Regions from separate parts of the Mus musculus genome. Here regions 2, 3, 4 and 5 are each linked to region 1. The links are chromatin contacts, called in public HiChIP or PLAC-seq maps. All regions are on one chromosome and are shown on one strand. The core of a region is the stretch at or near the end of the contact, and the rest is flanking DNA. Distances in the headings are between cores, read along the strand shown. Region 1 holds the start of Snx13 (sorting nexin 13). Region 2 overlaps Atxn7l1 (ataxin 7-like 1). Region 3 holds the start of Ferd3l (Fer3 like bHLH transcription factor). Region 4 overlaps Atxn7l1 (ataxin 7-like 1). Region 5 overlaps Atxn7l1 (ataxin 7-like 1).

Region 1 (2,700 bases), core at 49-2,548:
TGTTTCCTATTTATAGATTAATCTGCCAGTGCTTCAATTATATTTGGTTGTATTGCAGACGTTAGAATGCACTTGTTCCAGTAACAGAAAAATTATATATATATAAGTTGCCCAGTAAAAAACAAACAAAAAAACCCAACTTTGCTATAAACTCACTGAATGGAGCAGTCGGGGCTTTTCTTCAAAGTCTGTATGACATCTTAAATGAAATTTTATTTTGGGGGACAGAACAGAATAGAGATAACACAGGGTTTGTAATGCACTTGCTTTATTCACTGTGGTGAGAATGAGTACCTCCTTAAATTACATTTAGCACAATAGTACCATTGTTAAGTGCAGATTCCATCACAAAGGAAGTAACTACTGGCTTTAGTTTTCCACAATTTCTTTTATAAACTTTTTCTTCTTCTTTTTTTTTTTTCCCGGTAAGAATGAGATACAAGTGTTTTATTTTTCAAGCCCAAACACTTCTCAGTTTCACTGTAAATTGGTTTGTAACAGCAGAGGCATGAAAAGAAAACTACTTCACGGGCAATTCAGGAAGAAGCGAGTGATTTTTACTGTCATTCCTGTAGAAGTGGACCGAGATAGTTGTCACGGTATCAGCAGTTCTAGCCACAGAACTTCGGAGTTCAGTCTCATTTTATTCGTAACTACTTACAGAGACACATGCTGAAATGCGTTCACTGTGATATATAAACATATATATATATATATATTTTTTTTTTTTGAATTCCCAATAAAGCCATAGAGACTACAGCTACCGGGCAAAAGCTGCTTGATTTTTAAGACTATGAAAGAAACACTAAGCCTTCAGGCTTGAGCAGGTTCTGGCCAATCAGCAAAGCAGTAGCCCTTAACTCTGCCAGGATCGGGGTGAAGGCGATCTGCCCTGATCGCGTCTACAACCTGTCGCGCACCCAGCACAGGACTTACTGAGCGCTGGGAGCAACAGAGGCAAGTTTCGGCCGAAGTTTCGGAATGAGGCGCGGCGCGGGCGGCAGTTTCAGGTCACCGCGCTGCGGAGGGGACCGCAGCCGAGTGTCCCGAGCACTCTACGGGCTCCACAGGGTCGGGGAGACGCGAGATGCCAGTTTCTCCGCCGGCACCCAGCCTCCGCTGCGCCACCAGCCCGCAAACCCGCCACCACGGTGGCCCGGGATCCAGCCCGCAGAGGAGGTCCCGGGTCGCGCGCGGCCCAGCCCCCGCCGCCGACCCTGCGCGCGCCGGCGCCATGGAGACAGTCACAAGACGCTCGCGCCCGGCGCGCCAGCCAATGGGAGCGCACGTCGCGGGGAGACGCGGACGTCGCTCTTCCAAGATGGCGGCGCGTCCGTCGCGAGCAGCCGGGCCGGGGGGAAGCCAGCGAAGCCGAGTAAAGCCGCCGCCCGGGACAGGACTGAAGCAGCAGTTGCCGCCGTTGGCGGCGGCCCGGGCAGTTTCCGCTGCTGCTACGGCTATTGCCATGCGGCGAGGCTAGGGAGGACCTCACTCCCCCGGGGTGTAATGATGTTAACAGAGGTAAGCGGCGCCCACTGTTTACCTGAGAGGCGGGTGAGCGGCCGGCGCCAGCCCGCCCGTCACCGACGCCGCTCCCGGCGCTGGGCCCGACCGGAGCCGAGGCCCGGCCGGCCGGGCTGGCAGCCGCCGGGTTCCCACAAGTGCCACCGAGTGGGCGCGGTGCTGACTCGGCAGAGTTCCACCTCCTCCTGCCGCCGCTCCCCTTCGCCCGAGCTGTCGCTCCTTCCTGGAGTCCGCTCCGCCTGCCCCGAGGCGGTCGTGGTCCCCGCGTCCCGGTGCTGGCCCTTGTCGGTGTCCCCGGCTTGCAGGGCCCTTCCCCTCCCGGCTGGGTCGGGTCAACCTCCTGGCGGTGGCAGCCGGCCTGAGCCCTACATTGGCTGCTCCGCGAAGTGAGCCAGGTTCCTCCAGCCACACTCGCTGGCCTCGCGCCCTCCTCCCCTGCCCCCACATCCCGTCACGTTCCTTCAGTCCCTGATCCCAAAGTTCAGTTTGGCATCCACCTTCCTGACCCGCGGATGGCCCCCTTGCTTCTCTCTGTGGGAACAGTTTTTCTCATTTGACCTGAAATGGAAGTAGGGCAGCAACGACGAACCAATCAGTTTCCCCTTCCTTAGTGCCCACTGTCCAGTGCAAAAACCAGACGTTTGAAGAAGTAGAGTTTGCCTGCACTAGCAGTACTTTAGGGGGAAGAACTTAATCGGTGCAGCTAGTTTAGTGACCAGAGGTGACATAGCTGGGCGAATGGTCTATTGCAGGTGTTGGATGTCTGACGCTTGTAGATTGGATAAAATCCCAGAGGCTGCTCCCTTAAGGTTCTGTGAGGATCCTAATGTCAGGGACCGGTTTGAACATCTTTGGGAGCTGATGTGAGGGTACTAAACCACGTTGATGGTCACTGGGAAGCAGTCCTACACGGGCCAAAAAGGACATTTTGAAATGGAAACATTGGAAACAAGTGGATTTTACTGTGTGAAAAGCGATGGCACAATAGGACACACTGGGTTCTCCAAGTTTTGGGAACTCGTCTAACTAAGTGCCTTGTACCTTAGTATCTGTTTTCATCTGTGCCCAGATTCTGGCAAACACGACGTGCCTGGGAAACCCCTATTGGTTGATTGTTAACTTAGGAACTACACATTTCTAGGAGTTAGACGTTCACTTTACGTTTCCTAATTCTAC
Region 2 (2,700 bases), core at 80-2,579, 1.9 Mb before region 1:
TCTAAGCAGTCTAGTGTTCCCATCTGGGCAAAGTTATCCTTCAGGAAGTCAAACGTGGCTGTCATAGAAGCTATGTGTTGGCCCATGGCTTGGACCTCTGCTGAATATCATAGACATTGAATGGTAAGAGCAGACTTCTGTGTGTCTCTTCTAACTCAGTCTAGTGTCCTGCCATGACAGGCTCCCGGCTCTGTACTATGGCAAGGCTCAGACTGGCTACCTCTGCCAATGGACCTCACTTTGAACCCTGTTATACTGGCACTGATAGTGAGGACTTGGGCTGGCCCTTCCAGCAAGTGGGCCGACACTGAGGCTAGGATCCTATGAAGCTGAGTGTTTAGCTTGACTTACTCAGTTCCTGCAAAGAGAACCGGAATTCCCCAGGGGATAGAGCATTTGTTCTCATGTAGACAATCTATCCTTCTGGTTTTTTGGTTTGTTTATTTATTTGTTGTTTCCCCCACAATTCCATCTTCCAATTTTAAGGGGTGCTGTACTTAACGTAAAGAAGGAAACGAAATGCTTGCCAGGGCAGAACAAACTGGTACCGGGTCACTCTAATCGGAAAGGTACAAGCAAGTCGAGGACAGACTCTTGGAACACACAAGTGGCTATACTGATTCTGTACTTCTGCAGAGCAGATTCTGCGCTTGTGGACATTGATGGTTAATGACACCCTCAGCAGGGAGCAGTGTGACCTGCCCCACTACCCCAGTAGGTCATAGAGTCCTGGACAAGGCAAACGGGTGACAGCGTTTGTAGTGGTAGATGGTAGGTGGGTGGGACGCCTTCCCTTACCAAGGTGGTGTTCAACTCTTTAAAATAGTATATTGACCAAGATTGGAAATTCAGCTCAGCGGTAGAGCATCTGCTAGCATGCACAAGGCCCAGGTTTCACTTCCCTGTTCCCCACCCCAACCCCCTCCCGGCCTCCAAATGTGCTGGCCTCAAAAGGATGGATCCTGCCAGTGTTCATGTCTGTGAGGTTCCTGGAGGAGTAATGTTTGTGTAGACAGAATAGACTGGTACATCATGGTGGCTGAGGCTGGAAATGTAAAGTTTGGACTCCGTGGGCCCAAAGGTCCAGGTCTAGGGGCTAAAATGGTTAGAGGTGGTGTGGTGAAGGTTGTGTGGAAGTATGAATGTATTTAAAGCCACCAAACTGTGTACTTAAAAATAGCTACAGTGGTTAATGCTATGCTGTGTATATTTCACTACACACAGAGAGTTCATTGGCATGGCAGCCTTGGGAGTTTCATGCAGCATTATTTAAATTTTGACTCAGCCATTTCCCAGCTGTGTGTTAATTTCAGATTTAATTTCCTCATTTTCAGAACGGAATAATAGTTCCTCTCAGAGTTGCTGTAAAAATAAATGAGATACTATCTGGCATCCTATAGGTACTCAGAAATGTGAGCTGTGGTTACGGTCATATTATTTTTACCACATACTCAGGTCCTCTTCTTTGTCTTATCTGAGCTGCCATTTCCAGGGAACAGATTGTATCAAGATTGTTTCAGGAATGGGTCAGGACACTGAATGTGTACCAGACACCAGGCCAGATGTGTGTGTTGTCATTGGGTCCTCCTGATCACCCTGTGAGTCAAATCCTGTTCATAGCTGAATTTTAGAGAGTGGGGGAGGGGGTGTTGAGGCTCAGAGGTGTTGAGTTATTTACCCAGGTGGTTCAGCTGAGAGATGGAGGAGCTGGGATTCGAACACTGAGTCTGGCTGATTCCAGAATCTCTACTTTAATTAGGGTTGTGATGTCTCTCATTCTTGGAACAGTGTGGGACTGAGGCAAGGCGGAAGGCATCTATATACTTAAGGTACACTAAGAGGTGCTCATGTGAGCTTCTGCAGGCGTAGAGCAAGGACCTTCTTAAGTGTTGCATCTGGACACCTGGTTTGCCGCATCTAGCCCAGCCCTGTCAGGGGAGTGTGTCCTTTCGGCAGAATGGTGCAGAGAGACTAGCTGTCTGTCCCCCTTGCATCTGTAAGACCCACGGCTTCCCATCAGGCTTCTCATCAGCCATGGGCTTTCTCATCCCAAGGCCCCAGCTTTGGGCCTGTGTGGTCAGGGCACTGGCCCCAGGGAGGCACAGGAGCTGATGCAAACTGTTCCTTTTTAGAAGAAGGTGTTAGCAAGGATGGTTGCCAAGCAACTCCAGGGCCATCTATCTACAGCAATGATGTCCCCCCCTCCGCACCCCCCTCTTTGAACATCTTCTAGGCTGCTGTTCAGTTTGCTCTTGGCGTTGGGATTGTTAGTATTTTCATGAAGGGTGCGCTCCTTTGGATGACGGAGTGCAGATAGCTTTTCAATACCTGCCACATTCAGGGTGTCCTTTTGATGGTGATATGCCTGCTAAGTGGGTGTGAAAGTCCTTTGCCTCCTGCAGCCACAGCATGCCCTAGCTGTTGCTGGCTCTGAGGGGTAGTGATGAAGAAGGTTTTTTGGACTGGAGTGGCCGAGAAAGACCCAGAATGCACCTCCCACATGAGCACATGGTGAGGTAGCCATGTTCAGCTCCCGTCAGTCTGGATTTCAGCTGCTGTTCACTAGCAAGGCCACTTGAACAGTGTATATGTGATGCTCTCACTGGCCCCGGAGATGCTGCTCCTTGCTTCTCCCCACCCCCACCTCATTTGAGACCAGAGAATGGCTAGCATGTGATGTTTCTTCAGTACTGTTGCCAT
Region 3 (2,700 bases), core at 158-2,657, 1.1 Mb before region 1:
ATCACAAAATATCCATTTACATATTTTCTGCTATTTCTTCTGACCTACCTAGGAACTGGATTTTTCAACGTGTTGTTTGCCTCCTAGGAGGTTTAAAAAAAAAAAAAAAAAACAGATCTTTACACCGAGTAATAAACTAGCTGTTAGTAAACCAAAAGATGGAAAAAATAAAGTGTGTGTGGACATTCGGGACATACAAAAATCAGAAAAACTTCTTAGTGTATTAAGTTTAGAATCTCTTCTATTTCTGTGGATAGACACCAAATTTCCCTGAAATTTCAGTAAGGTATAGTTTTCCTTCTAAAACCTTACTTTGGTATACAAAGGAGTGAGGGTAGCAGCCAGATCAAAGTGTCAGGATTTTTCTTTGTTCAAGAACAAATGCTTGATTGGCAATTTAAAAGTTCGAAGGCTAACTCCCTAACAGAGAGTGAGCTGTTCACTCTCTCTCTCTTATTAAAGCTAAATCGAATTTTTCAAAGGAGGCTTGCAGGGTCGGGGGTAGGGGGAGGGAGGCAGGAACGGGGAAGACAGGGACAGGACGGTGATACTTTGTCCCCTAAGGGGTAATTACACAGTAAAGGGCTTATGCAGTAAATGTCTGGAATCTCCGTTTTATATTTCTTTATCACCATAACTCTTTTCTTCAAATATAACCCTCCACAGTGGAGGATAAGACCAGGGAGAGTCAAGTATCTCAATTGTCAGTCTGATTGTGTTCAAGCCGACTTCAGAAGTCAGGGTCTGTAACCAGGCAGTGAGTTGTTTGCGATGTCCTAGAAGGAGAAAAGACACCGGTTCCAACAGAGACACTGGGGAATGTGATCGGCCCCCTAGCCATGCTTACTTAAGCTAATGGAAGGTCTTGCCTTTCAGCAGCCGCTGTGCTGGGATACCAGACAAACAGCTCCCCTCGACCCCTGGCAGGAAGGGCCTCTCTTCTGGACATCATTAAAAGCGCATGCCCTTATTTCACATCCATTGGCAAATGGAGGCAAGATTCAGGACTCCTATCCTGAAGCCAAGGAGAAGCCATCGCAGTGGAAAGATTTTGGCTTTGAAAATCCAAATCGAAATTAAAGACCTATACGGAATAAGGAACCAAAAGAACATTGAATGGATACTGGGATGAGACCAGAGACAAAAAAGCACAGCAGGTAAGAACTGGGGCCTGCTGCCAAGAAGGAACTGCCCTGCAGAGGTGGTGCAGCAAGGGGGGGAAATACCTTAGAGCCTGAAAGTCTGCCGCCTTGAGCCTTCTGTGAATGCTTGAACTTGTCATCTTCTATCAGCTTACAGAAGAGGGACGTTGCCCTAGCCTTCAGTCTCCCTGCTAAGAATCCTTTTTCAGTTTGGTTATAAATGTCTCCCCGAGTTTGGTGATGATACGCTGCAGGAATCAAGGCCACCAAGGAGCTCTATCGGCAGCTATGCCATTCCTGCAAGAAAATCGGTGAGATAGACGCTGAGTGATGGCCGCCTATCCAGAGAGCTGCTTGGATGCTACCGTGCTGAACTTCGTAGCAGATCTCTCTCTGGCCTCTCCCAGACACCCTCTTCTCTGCGAGTTCCCACCTGGGGTCCCTTTTGGGGACCGAACACTGGGGTACAGAGAGGGAAGACCTGGGAGACTGTCGCAGTTTGATGAAAGATATCAGGAAGTAGAGGGGGACGAAGTGGAATATGAGGACCCAGAAGAGGAGGAAGAGGAGGGAGAGGGGCGCGGCAGAGTAGCATCCTTGCTGGGCCGCCCCAAAAGAAAAAGAGTTATTACTTATGCCCAGCGCCAGGCCGCCAACATTCGCGAGAGGAAGAGGATGTTCAACCTAAACGAGGCCTTCGACCAGCTGCGCAGAAAGGTACCCACCTTCGCTTATGAGAAGAGACTGTCGAGGATCGAGACCCTCCGCTTGGCCATCGTCTACATTTCCTTCATGACCGAGCTCCTGCAGAGCAAGGAGGAAAAGGAGGCCAGCTGAGCGGGGAGGGGTGAGCCCAAGAGACACTCCCCCGCCTCATCGTGCTTGGCGGGGTGCGTCTGGAAGGCAGAGGGGCCGCTGGCCTTCTGAGGCGGGGTTTGAGATGGTAAACTCCCCACTCGCGGCAGCTCTGCAGTGAATAAGTTGGGGATCCGGCACAATAAGGGTCTAGCTGGGCAGGTTGGGAGTTCCCGGGGTCAAGGATTTAGGGAGTTAGAGCTTCTTGCTTGGAGCAGGTGGGAAACTGGTCTGCTCCTCCACGGACCTCTGGTGATCTCTCCTCCTTGCTCCTTTTCAACAGTAGAAATAATAAAATAATCGCTCGCATGATTAGTTGCTGCCCCAATTCCATCTCCAGCTGGGGCTTCATTCTAGCAAGCGCACAGGTGAGCACACCTAAGGCAGAGACCAGGGGAGCGCTCTTGGTGCAACTTTCTCTTGGTTCTTTATGGGAACAGTCCTCTCAGACTACTTGGGGGGTGGGGGGACAAAGAGGGAGTGAGTGATGCAGGGGCCGAACAAACTCTCAAAATATGGCCTCTGAGAAGGATCCCTCTCCCTCCCTCATCGCCATCCCCACACCACCCTAACACTGGGTGCTGTGGAAACTCCCCTACCTGAATTGTTTGCAAGTGTACTCTAACTTGTCCCAGTTAAACGCAGTCCTCAGTGAAAATGGCCATTAGCCTTTTGCTCAGAACTAAACTCTGTTCTTGTCTCT
Region 4 (2,700 bases), core at 125-2,624, 1.9 Mb before region 1:
CAGGTCAACTGAGGTTTCCCTGACTCCACCTCCCCCACAGCCCTGTGCAGAGTTCACGGAGTCGGGAGCATGCTGTTCAGGTGTCTCTGTTCCATCATTTACCGTCCACGTGACTGTTCCTTGTCTTCCCCAAGGGCTCTGGGCTCCTTTGTGTGGAATTTCCCCAGCCTGGCATACACCAGGGGCTTTATCAGTGCATTTTTCTGGGGTGTGTGTGTAGATGCTCAGGGTCAAGAAAGTGTTTACTCTCTGATGACCTCTAGCCCACGGGGCTGAGGCTGCAGTCTCCTGTGGGGCAAATCACTTCTTCCCTGACTTCTGGATATTCTGAGTAGACTGAAGAGAGAGGAACAGTTTTTCTGACTTTGCGCAATGGCTGCTAGCAGCTGCCACCGGGTTGCCCAGGTGGATAGTGCAGGGGAGATCACGTGGCTTGCCAGGCCCTCTGTGCTGATCAGTGCCGCCTGAAACCCACCTCAGAGGGGGAAACTGTTGGCATTCACTTCTTGTGGCTGGGCCATTGGGAATGAGGGCCAGTAGTGTGATGGGCTGATGGAAATCCCCTTGCTAGATTGAAAATGCCTGGGAGGGAAGTCAGACCAGCAGGCAACCATCGTCCACCTTCAGGTTTTGATTTTCAAGTGCATGAGATCCACAAGGTAGTCCGCCCCCCAACCCCCCCCCCCCCCTTTCCTGCAGTAGCTTCTTAAAACCTTTTCTTAGCTGAGCCATTTCCCGTAACAGTCTCCCATTTGGCCTTTGTAAAAGGGAGCCTCTGTATTGGTATCTAGAACACCCACAGCTGATTTATGTCATGCTGTTGGGCTGGCTGGCTTTGCATGGGTGGCTTCCCTGAAGTGGAGTGGGCAATTTGAAGATTTCTGCAGTGACTTGGAGAGGGACGCTTGCTTTGCCCAGAGATGGAGCAACAGATCTGTCCACTTTCCTGTTAGGAGTGGCAGAGGTTCCTAAGAGTCCCACTCAGTACAGGAAAGAAAAGCAGCAGCCAGCTGTACACTGCAGCCAGATCTTCACTTGAGGCAATGGATTGACATTGGGTATGCCTGGAGTCAGAGACCTGGTTGGTGAGTTGCCCATGGATTCTGAAGTTCAGATCAGATCAGTTCCATGTTGCCCTGTGCCCTTGTTCCGGTGCCAGACTAGGAAAATGATTAGTAGGGAAAGGACTTGTGGAAAAACGAGGCTTGTCAGCACAGCTGCACGTTACTTTCTCCGTGTGTGTTGGGCGTGGAACTCGTCTTGAAGGACAGCGAAGTTTTAAGTTCCCGAGTTTCCAGCCCCTGTTCCCTGCTGGGATTTCACGGACCTGCACCCTAGGCGACACCCCTTGTGCGCAAATGCTGACTCCTCGGGGGCGTGGCCTTGCCGCAGCTGCTCCTCTCCAGACCTTCCAAGGCTAATGTCAAGTGCTCCCAGTGTGTGCAATTCTGACTGAAAGTGAGTGAGTGATTGAGACGCTTTCCCCCCCTAGAACCGCTCCCTTCTGGTATAGGTATTTTCCTAACAACCCTTATGCAAATAGAGGAGAAGGAGGAAAGTAGGAAGTGGTAAAATGTCGAGGCTTCGTCTACTGCCGCAGGCTCCGCTGAAACCTTTTGGTTTTCCATCAAAAAAAAAAAAAAAAAAAAAAAAAAAAAAGAAAAGAAAAGAAAGGAAGGAAGACAGACAGCCGCCCTTGGTGTGGCACTGGCAGGCAGACACAGCCAGGAGGCCTGTGCCATTTCTTGTCTGCTTCTTCCAGGTGGGATTACGTTGGAAAACGGAACTGTTATGGGTCTCTTCGTCACAGGTTGCTCTTTATTGTCTATCCTGCCAGGGGAAGTTATTGATTTGCAAATGGCAGTATTCCTTTCCACATCCTTTGCTGGAGGCTGGAAGGAGAAGATTTGCTTCAGTCTTAGCAAAAACACTGTGGAGCCCAGCTCTTGTTTTTAGGATCCGCTCCAGCGAGAGCAATCTCTCATGTGTGATGCCATTCCCTAGGGAGGCAGGCGATTGGCAAAGGTCCACACGGTCTAGCACCCTCATCTCTCTCTCTCTCTTCTCTCCCCCTCCCTTCTCGCCTTCCTCCCCTCCTCTGTCTCCCTCTTTGCCTTCCTCTCCCTCCTTCCCTCCCCCTATCCTTCCCTTCCCCTCTCCCTCTTGCTAAGGATCAAACCCAGGGCCCTGTGATCTAAAGCAGTGTATCAGGGAGTCCTACAGTCCTCCTGGATCCCAGTCAGTTTCTTCCAGCCACTTCTCAGCTCTCTCCCATCATCAGATGTAGATTCTGGGAGGAGTCAGTCTTTGGCAAGTGGTTCTTTTCTGGCCCTTTCTTTGGGAATTAGGGGCCAGGTTAGTGTCATTGGCTCAGGCAACCTTTTCAGGAATAGAAATCAGTACCTTTGTGAGATCAGGATTCAGTTGTACACCTCCAAAAGAGTTCCAGGTTACTGGGTATCAGTGGACAGGGACTCATGGATGTCATTGACTTTTAACTCCTGTCTCATTGGGTCCTCCTGAATTTCTGAACCTCCATTTTCATTTTGGTTTTGAGGCTTGGAAATACTTGCCTCCTACATTCTGTCCAAAGGCACTTTCCTTCCTTCCCCTCCAGCCCTCCAGGTCCAGAGGACCCTCAGGAGTGTCACTTCCCTTCGTTTGACTTGACTTGGGATGCGCTGTCAGCCAGTTCAGCGC
Region 5 (2,700 bases), core at 51-2,550, 1.7 Mb before region 1:
TTCCCGTACTGTGCAGGTGTGGTTAAGCATTTTGAGTAATTCCCAAAGAGATGAAGAGGCTGGAGGCATCAGAAGGACAGTTAGCAGTCACTTCCCTGGAAGCAATCAACACTCAGGCAGTGAGGAGGAAGTGGAGAAAGCTCTCCTTCCCTCAGTCATCCTTCATCTCCCAAGCCAGTGTGTCCTGTCTGATCCTCCTGTGGAGCGTCTGGACCGGGGCTACAGGCAAAGTGAGGTGTAAGGTTAGCAGCCTGTGTTCCTTGTGCCTTCAAGTTCAGCCCCACAGAGGAGTACAGCCACGCTTTTTCCTGCCCCTGCCGGAGGCACTGCCAATTCCAGGTCAGGGAAATGACTTATCTATGAGGCTGCGTGGAAAGCCTTCACCAAGGGCTTCGTAAAGCATAGGAAAGGCCACCCTGACAAGTCAGTGAACATGCTCCCACTTAAATGGATAAACCAGGAAGGCAGAGGTGGGGCTGGGGACATGAATGGATTTCTCCAGGCAGCCGTCAAAGAAAGCAGGCATCCTTAGGACTCCAGTGGCGCTTTCTGCTCTGCAGCCACTATGCCCAGAGCACCAAGGACCTGTGGGACTATTTTAAATAAAATAAAGTATTTGCAAACTGCATGGTCCTACTGTCCTGCCCTCTGCTCTCACCCTGTCCCCTATGCCGCCCTGAATCAGACTCAGAAAGTCTGGGTTCAGAGTGCAGCATTGATTTCCCCGAGTGGTTCTCGAAACATTTTAGCAGCTGGTTGGGGGAAGAGAAAAAGAAGAAGAAGAAAAAAAAAATCGCCTGACAACGTCACACTTGTTGGTGGATATGTGCATTTAAAAAAAAAATGTAGTCTTAATGCCAAATCCTATTTAGTCTCCTTTTTTTTCTTACATTTTTGTTTGTTTCTTAAACCAGAGAGAGAATTTGACCCAAATAAACACTGTGGAGTATTGGATCCCGAGACAAAGAAACCTTGCACAAGATCCCTCACCTGCAAGGTATTTCTCTTTCCATAAAAAAATACTTCCTGCTCTTGCTGGGGCCTTTGTCGAAATGTTTGCATGCCACTCTCTGCACACGGCAGGGTGTGGAACCTCGACATGACCTCCAGCTGTTCTTTGTAAGGGAAATGGCTTTCTTCTCTGTCCACGGTAGCATAGTGCCTGCCTCAATCTGTCTGGCTTTTTAAGGGGAAGAGAGAGAGAGGGAAAAAAAAACACCCTAGGCTTCCCGTGTTACTTGGGAGGCCAGACAGTAAATTGTATTTATAGGCACTCACAGGCGGTTCTAAAGCCTGCTACGTTTTAATGTATGCAGGAGCGGCGGCGGCGGCGGCAGCGCCCAGAAAGGCAGCCCGGAGGGGAGGATGAGATACTGCGCTCTGATCTAGCTACTCGGGGTGACCAGGGGACAGGCGGACCCCAGGCCACCGCTACGGGGTAGCCTCAAGCCCCAGGTTTCCTCCTGTCCTTCTAGTGCCTCTTTGGACCCAGGCTCTGCCCTCTCTGCCTGGTGGCCCTGAATGCATGGGCCAACTGGAGCCTCCTACCCACATCTGGATTGACTTTAGCTTTCCCTCGCGGGTGACTTTCATCCGAGGCTGTCCTGGGTTCTGCACAGAAGCTATCTCATGCCATTTGTCTGGAGGAAGCCTTGGCTTCTTGACACCTGGAGTGTAGGGCATGGTTGCATTCGAGCGGTCTCTGCCTCTTCCCAGCCTCAGAACAGGAGCTGTTGTCTTGAAGTTGACTTTTTCAAGCACCTTTAAATGCCTATGGTTGCAATTTCGGAAATGCAGGCCGTGGGGAAGCAGGTGTATGTGCTGATCAAAGAGGCTGTGCTGCTCATGTCTCTTCTCCTTAGACACACTCGCTGAGCCATCGGAGAGCAGTCCCAGGCCGGAAAAAGCAATTTGACCTCCTCCTGGCGGAGCACAAAGCCAAGTCCCGGGAGAAAGAAGTGAAAGAGCACCTTCTGACTTCCGCTAGGGAGATACTTCCGAACCCTCCTGGACCCTCGCCTGATGCTCCGCAAGCATCTTCCGGGAGCACGGTGGCAGAGCCGAAAGTAGCATCCCCACCAAAATCCAGGCCACTCAACTCTGTACTTCCCAGGTAAGTCGGCATGGGCCTCGAAGCAGCCCCAGCCCCCCTCAGTCCAGGCCCTCTTCCTTGCCAGCTGTTTTGTGTGTGGCCTGCCGGTTCTTTGAGGAGATATTTTACCCCAACCTTCTAAGGCTCTGTGAAGTTTAAATACGATCCTGCGCCTAAGGGGCTCAGCCCCGATGCCTGCCACATGGTGTAGTCGTCAGCCTTCCTAGCAGACCTTTTTATCAGACTGTGTGTTTTTACAGAGCCAGAGTGGGCTGGAAATAAACGCTGGAAGATTGGCACTTCAACCACCAGGCGACTTCCAGGCTGCCTGCGTTTTATGTTATTTGGAGACTCCTGGGGCAGAAAGGGAAAGCCTGGGTAGATAAGTAGTTAGAATATCTTATAAGCTCCCGGGGACCTCTTGTCACTTGTCACATGGTCTTATGACTTATTTCCACCACTTCCCTATGGTCAGGATGAAGGGCACGCTGGTGCTGTTGACGGCAACCCACCTGTTTGGGGTTTTATTTGGTTGCACTGAATGCGAAGGAAAAAAACCACGAAACAGAATTACAATCCATTTGGATTAAAAAAAAAAAAAACACTTT

What was found. HiChIP or PLAC-seq counts read pairs in DNA pulled down with a chosen protein or histone mark.
Region 2: an H3K27ac HiChIP or PLAC-seq map of bone marrow-derived dendritic cells shows a contact between it and region 1, with 7 times the contacts expected there. The contact joins the enhancer-like site here to the promoter of Snx13 in region 1. A contact is called at or near these places in 3 of 39 promoter capture datasets (the C10 cell line, embryonic stem cells and hippocampal neurons), 3 of 115 datasets of contacts at active chromatin or transcription factors (astrocytes, bone marrow-derived dendritic cells and forebrain) and 1 of 9 other capture datasets (liver).
Region 3: an H3K4me3 HiChIP or PLAC-seq map of stem cell-derived neural progenitor cells shows a contact between it and region 1, with 4 times the contacts expected there. The contact joins the promoter of Ferd3l here to the promoter of Snx13 in region 1. A contact is called at or near these places in 2 of 39 promoter capture datasets (hippocampal neurons and stem cell-derived epiblast-like cells) and 2 of 115 datasets of contacts at active chromatin or transcription factors (forebrain and stem cell-derived neural progenitor cells).
Region 4: an H3K27ac HiChIP or PLAC-seq map of bone marrow-derived dendritic cells shows a contact between it and region 1, with 4 times the contacts expected there. The contact joins the enhancer-like site here to the promoter of Snx13 in region 1. A contact is called at or near these places in 3 of 39 promoter capture datasets (the C10 cell line, hippocampal neurons and liver) and 4 of 115 datasets of contacts at active chromatin or transcription factors (bone marrow-derived dendritic cells, embryonic stem cells, large pre-B cells and 1 more).
Region 5: an H3K4me3 HiChIP or PLAC-seq map of embryonic limb bud shows a contact between it and region 1, with 7 times the contacts expected there. The contact joins the enhancer-like site here to the promoter of Snx13 in region 1. A contact is called at or near these places in 1 of 39 promoter capture datasets (hippocampal neurons), 3 of 115 datasets of contacts at active chromatin or transcription factors (astrocytes, embryonic limb bud and stem cell-derived neural progenitor cells) and 1 of 9 other capture datasets (embryonic stem cells).

What each region holds. Positions count from the first base shown.
Region 1 is chr12:35,045,891-35,048,590 of GRCm38.p6, forward strand. It overlaps Snx13 (sorting nexin 13), which reads left to right and starts at 1,299. Exons shown (of 26, transcript NM_001014973.2): 1 at 1,299-1,521. The coding sequence starts at 1,507.
Region 2 is chr12:33,155,647-33,158,346 of GRCm38.p6, forward strand. The region is part of intron 2 of Atxn7l1 (ataxin 7-like 1); the gene reads left to right. Among named protein-coding and RNA genes, the nearest start is that of F730043M19Rik, 9.4 kb to the left of the region's middle. Within about 2 kb of position 1,330, at least 69 of the 459 cell types and tissues checked have an H3K27ac peak or open chromatin away from gene starts, as enhancers often do. A contact at or near this core is called in bone marrow-derived dendritic cells, where this site is marked.
Region 3 is chr12:33,927,018-33,929,717 of GRCm38.p6, forward strand. Ferd3l (Fer3 like bHLH transcription factor) reads left to right here and starts at 1,408. Exons shown (of 1, transcript NM_033522.2): 1 at 1,408-2,293. The coding sequence starts at 1,473. The coding sequence ends at 1,979. The region is part of intron 1 of Gm40383 (a long non-coding RNA gene); the gene reads right to left.
Region 4 is chr12:33,174,732-33,177,431 of GRCm38.p6, forward strand. All of the region lies in intron 2 of Atxn7l1 (ataxin 7-like 1), which reads left to right. Among named protein-coding and RNA genes, the nearest start is that of F730043M19Rik, 28 kb to the left of the region's middle. Within about 2 kb of position 1,375, at least 173 of the 459 cell types and tissues checked have an H3K27ac peak or open chromatin away from gene starts, as enhancers often do. A contact at or near this core is called in bone marrow-derived dendritic cells and liver, where this site is marked.
Region 5 is chr12:33,343,976-33,346,675 of GRCm38.p6, forward strand. Atxn7l1 (ataxin 7-like 1) reads left to right here. Exons shown (of 11, transcript NM_001374022.1): 6 at 915-997; 7 at 1,863-2,113. Among named protein-coding and RNA genes, the nearest start is that of Atxn7l1os2, 49 kb to the right of the region's middle. Within about 2 kb of position 1,301, at least 57 of the 459 cell types and tissues checked have an H3K27ac peak or open chromatin away from gene starts, as enhancers often do. A contact at or near this core is called in embryonic limb bud and embryonic stem cells, where this site is marked.